2 separate regions of the Danio rerio genome follow, and region 2 is linked to region 1. The links are chromatin contacts, called in public Hi-C maps. All regions are on one chromosome and are shown on one strand. Each heading gives the region's core, a stretch centred on a gene start, on an enhancer-like site or on the middle of the called end of the contact. The rest is flanking DNA. Distances are from core to core; before and after follow the strand shown. Region 1 has its middle 34 kb from the start of nmu. Region 2 holds the start of syne2a (spectrin repeat containing, nuclear envelope 2a).

Region 1 (2,915 bases), core at 223-2,722:
GTAGAGATCCACATTAGAGCCATCAGCAATCAGCCTCACCTCAATCATGGAAAGAGCCCTGGGCTGAAAACCATTAACCGCTCGGCTGGGCTGTAATCATACAATCATGCTGTGAAGCCCCCAGAGCATCTATACACAACCAAAAACATAAAAAAAATCATGCAGAAACTCTATTGGTGTACATTATGGTTATTGCAAAGAGATATAATAACTCACTAACTTTCAGTTTTTCACCTTCATTAATGAATAATTTGTCCTATGAATTCATTATAAAAATTATAATTAAAAAAAGAATAAAGTACCATGTTATTTCAGAAATTAAAATTAAATTATTATTAAGAAATGAAATTAAGTAATATTAAATAATATTTGAGTAGTTAAAATAATTATTTATACATAATATAATATAGTATAATATAATATAATTTCATAAAATATAATATCATTTCATAAAATATATCATAATATAATATCATTTAACATAAAATGATATAATATAAAATAATTTAATATAACATAATATAACATAATATAATATAATAAACTATAATATAATATAATATAATATAATATAATATAATATAATATAATATAATATAATATAATATAATATAATATAATATAATATAATATAATATAATATAATAAATACTGTTAAAAAAATAAAGGGAACACTTAAACAATGTAACTCCAAGTGTTCCCTTTATTTTTTGAGCAGCATATAAATATTTGTACAATTTTCTGTAACAATTTCAAATCAACCTCATCAACTGCACTTGAGGAGAGTTATGAGACACCAAGCTGAAACGAGATTCTTTAATGATGCTCTAAATATTCATCAAATAACACACTGTTAAAAAATGACAAAAAAATCAAGACAACTTTTTTTTTATTATTATTATTATTAGTTAATCAGGTATCAACTACTGTTTTTAGTTATACAAACATGAACTTAATATCAGGTCAGTTTGATATAAGTAAGCTAAAAAATAATTTAATTCAACAAAAAAATTAAGGCGTAAATATGGTGTTTTTATTATGAACAATTTGATTCTTACAGAACGTTTGAGGTATATTATCAATAGCAACGCCATGACAACAAATATTTTTGTATATTTAAATTAATAAAATTATAAGTATAAAAATAAATTAATAAAATATTACATTTAAAAATCAATAATCAAACTTATGTTTAAGCAAGTTTAATGTAAGTTGAATTTGAATTGCAATTTTATTTTTTCAGATTTAGGCAATAACATTTTTTACAGCTTAGCGTAGTGTGATAAAAGCGAAGGGATAAGACACAGGGAAAGAGATGTTCAAGATAAGTAGAAAATTCTTGGCTCAACCTGAGAACTGACAGGATGCAGATCACCCATCAAACACACACGAAAATGATAACTGTCCGGCAGAGGTGGAAAGGTCTCTGTTCATATCCCAGAATTCCTCTTATCAGTGACCTCTCATACAAGCTCTTGCTCAAGACTTAAACCTTCACAAACACTGAGTACACGGCACAGGGAGAAACACAAAACGTGGATCGGTATGTTCAGTATGTGTTTTTCAGAGCTCATGGTGTGTCTGAAACACGTGAAATGCAACGTTCGGTGAGATCAACGCTGTCCAGTTTGGGTATTAGCAAAACAACCATAAATCTGATTACCAGCAGGTATTTGCTAAAGCCACAGAAAAATGCATGTTTGCAAAGACAAAGGGCATTTTAAGAGATTGGCTGATTTGAATCATGTTTATTACGACAACTGTTCATTTTCAGACATTAAATGCCACCGAATGCCTTTGCAACCCCTTCTTAAAATGTAAAGTATAGTTTGTTTGTTTTTTTAGATCAGCTTGAATTTTATATTTAATGTTATTTTGTGTTTTTACAGAGGAAACATGTTGCGTCCAAACCAGGCTAATATTGTTTTACACATTTGTACCTATTGGGTCCATATTGGTACATTAATGGTGTTAGTGTAGTAATAATTTCAAAAGGCACTTTTCTTGGATTGTTAAGGTACCCATATGTAAAATATACCTATATGGGCTCATTAAGTACAAACATGTAACTTTTTAAAAGGCATTTCTCAGTGACACGTTTTATACCTTCATTTCTGGAAGTGTATAGACCATTTTGAGGGATGTAAACTATAACAATAGTCCTATTGTATTTTCTGTTTTACATCTTTAATTTCCATAGCTTCCATGAATCCAGAAAGGTTCACATGTTAATAAATAATTTTATGTAATTTGTTTTAATGTTAAGACATATTTGAGTTGCCTCTTATTACAGTTATGAAATAGTTTGACAACAAACAGGTAATGTTCATGCGCCAATGACATCAACACATTTAAAGGGCACCTATTTTACCCCTTTTACAAGATGTAAGATAAGACTTTGGTGTCTCCAGAATGTGTCTGTAAAGTATCAGCTCAAAATACCCATCAGATTATTTATTATATGTACAATCTGCCCGTTTTGGTGTCTGAGAGCTATGTAGCTGTTTTTGTTGCCTGTGGCTTAAAATCCAAATGAGCTGCTTCTCCCCACACACCACTCCAGCGTGTGAGTCTGCTTCTCATGCGTTACGTCAGATAAACAGCAGTCAGTGACAAAGACAGACACGGATGAAGCTGAATTAAGGTCAGTATTCAAAAATACCAAGTAAGTTTATTTGATGTGTTTCTGGTTTGTGGAGTTTATTCAAGCCTTTCTGAAATGATGAGTCACACACAAATGCCATTATGCAGTACACACATACAAACACATATGTGCATTTACTGACACCATGGTGATTGTAGCAGTTCAAAATTACATAGAAATTTTACTTTATAACAAACATGTACTGTTTTAAAATTAATTATTAATTATTAAGGTGCAGCTGATCACAGGGAGTTGTTACATATGTTTTAAT
Region 2 (2,894 bases), core at 2-2,501, 210 kb after region 1:
TAAACCAAGAGGGTCAAGCTGATTTTAGATGGTTTTAGCAGGTCATTTTCCAGCCTAACCAGCTAAGACCAGGCTGGAAATGGCTGGAAACCAGCCTGGAATTGGCCAAAACCCCTCTAAAACCAGGCTGGTTGACTAGCTAAAACCAGCCAGCCAAACCTGGTTTAAGCTGGATTTTTTAGCAGGGGTATCTGGGACAGGATCAGTGTTGGGGAAAGTACATGTGTTACAGTCTATTACAGTCCTGGGTCTTTTATTCTTTCTGATTAGTAACTAAATTGTTACTTACTTTTTAAGGAAAGAAATGTGTTATGATTTTTAAAGATTAATATGGGAAAATATTATTTTCAAATGTAAAATTGGTCCAAAATTGTAAAAAATTGTCTAAAAACAGGACAAAATTCAACATCAAATGTTGGATATGAAATTTAAAAGTAAAGTAAAGCAAGTGTCTGTCATAAATGCATCAGATATTTTATATGCATGGACAACAGGTGGCAGTCTTTCCACAGAAACACACACAAGCACGTTTGTTTTAAATGTGGGGAATTTCCATGGACATGAGTGTTCTAAAGTGCAAAATCTACACTTAACCTTATAACCTTATTCCTCACAACGACCACACACAAACATACTGTACACACGTCTCCGTTTGTTTTTCTAAAATGCTAATAACAATTATTTGAAAGCTGCGCTAGTGCAATATATATATATATATATATATATATATATATATATATATATATATATATATATATATATATATATATATATATATATATACACACACACACACACACACACACACACACACAGTATATGCACACTGTCGCGCCTTAATTGAGCATTATCGTTTTTTTGAACGCTTATAATGATTACAAAACTGAAACGTTTTGTGCTCATGTTTAATATTTCATACTGCATACATGTTTCAAGTGCAAATGAATTTCGCGCCTTCGATGTGGCGATTGAAAGCTTTTTTAACCGATTCTTTTGATTCTTTCAAGACATTTCGTACTTTGAGAGTAAAGTTATGACGAGATATAGGCTATTGAAAGACATATAAAAGTACAATGCTACGCTGCGTTTAGCTAGCATTTTAAAAGACAAAAATGGAAGAAGAAAACCACACTTACGAACAATTCAACTTTTTGAAACAAAGATTCTGTTCAAACTAACCGATTCTGTGAACTGATTCCAACATGAGGACTGAAAAGGTGTGTGTTCAAGTTCAAGAGGACTGAAGGCGGGGTAAAAACCCTTCAAACAAATCATTGCCGCGACGCCGTGTTCACGGTTTGTTTTCATTTCGACCTCCAGTGCTTCCAAAGGTGCAGTTTGGAAACAGTTGAGGGGAATAGTTGCCGACTTCAAACAGCGGACAGCCTTATTGTGAGTTTGTAAAACTTTCTGTCTGTGTTTTATGAATGAACTGCAGAGCTGTCAGCTTCTTCTTGCTGCCATGCGCGTTTCAAGTCATGAACGTTAACCACAGTATCAGATCATTTAGAGATGTTTATGTTTTAAATAAAAAAATAGAAGAATTATATCATATTAATGGTTTTATGGTACTATTCACACAGTAAATGTGCAGTATTATTGATTTTGGCTGATAGTAAAAGTTGCAGCAGGTAAGGCAAGACTCTGCAGGTGAACATTGAAGTGTTTCTATTCATTTTAATTTTTGTTAAGTTCTCAGTTTAAAAAGAAAAAAAGGATGTAGTCCGATTTAAACATTCATTGTTTTTTATCAATATTGATATTTATTATTAGTACAATGACAATTACACATTGAAGGTTTTTGCAGAAGAGATTTGGGGATCTCTTTAGAAACTAAAGAAAATTCTGAGTAACGTTACAGCTGGAAAGATACATTTTAAATTTGGCTTAGAATAAATGTTGTATAACCAGCCATATTATATATGAACATCTGTAACAACCTTCTGAATACAGATTGTTTGGTGTATGTAAGCGCTGATAAAGTGTAGATTTAACGCTCTTTTATGGCTGAAGGAAAAATATAATTTTGGAAAAGGCCTTTAAAGGTATGCATTTTAATTTGAAATGCGAAAAGCCTAAAATCTCAATATCAACAGGTACATGAAAATTATGTATTATTTTTAACTGATTTGATTATTATTTATTATTAGTATTTTTTTCTACAGTGTCTCACCCTAAGCTTTCTAACAATGCTTACAGGTAGTAATTTGTTTCAGATTATTTTACTGAAAGTGCTTGCTAATGGTATTTGTACTCTCAAGTTATTTCACACTGACTACATGCATTTAGAATGTTTGTAAAACATTTAATAGGTGTGGTATTATATACAGTATATGAGTGTACAGCATAATTTTTACAAAGAAGTTTACCAAATTTCTTCAATCCAGCTCAACAGTAAAGATCTAATATTAACAAATATTACTGTACACCAGGAATAGCTTCCACCACCTCATATCCAGTTATTTCATGCATTTATTCATTTTCTGTTCGGCTTAGTCCCTTTATTAATCTGGGGTTGGCACAGCGGAATGAACCGCCAACTTATCCAGCATATGTTTTACGCAGCGGATGCCCTTCCAGTTACAACCTAACACTGAGAAACACCTACCCATTCTTGCACACACTCCCATACACTACGGCCAATTTACCTTATTTAATTCACCTATAGCGCATGTCTTTGAACTTTGGGGGAAACGGGAGCACCCGGAGGAACCCACGCGAACATGGGGAGAACATGCAAACTCCACACAGAAATGTCAAGACAGTCAAGTTACTCAGCCAAGACTCGAACCAGCGATCTTTTATGCTGTGAAGCGATTGTGCTACCCACTGCACCACTGTTATTATTATTATTATTATTATTATTATTTTGCGTTAGTTTAATTACACTACGC

Evidence for each region. Hi-C and Micro-C count contacts between places; a contact is called where the count stands out from the background.
Region 2: a Hi-C map of embryo shows a contact between it and region 1, with 3 times the contacts expected there. The contact joins the promoter of syne2a here to the enhancer-like site in region 1. A contact is called at or near these places in 2 of 18 Hi-C or Micro-C datasets (both in embryo) and 1 of 4 datasets of contacts at active chromatin or transcription factors (caudal fin).

Annotation. Positions count from the first base shown.
Region 1 is chr20:24,557,003-24,559,917 of GRCz12tu, reverse strand. No RefSeq gene overlaps it. Among named protein-coding and RNA genes, the nearest start is that of nmu, 34 kb to the left of the region's middle. Within about 2 kb of position 1,472, at least 7 of the 62 cell types and tissues checked have an H3K27ac peak or open chromatin away from gene starts, as enhancers often do.
Region 2 is chr20:24,351,406-24,354,299 of GRCz12tu, reverse strand. syne2a (spectrin repeat containing, nuclear envelope 2a) reads left to right here and starts at 1,251. Exons shown (of 98, transcript NM_001365331.1): 1 at 1,251-1,392.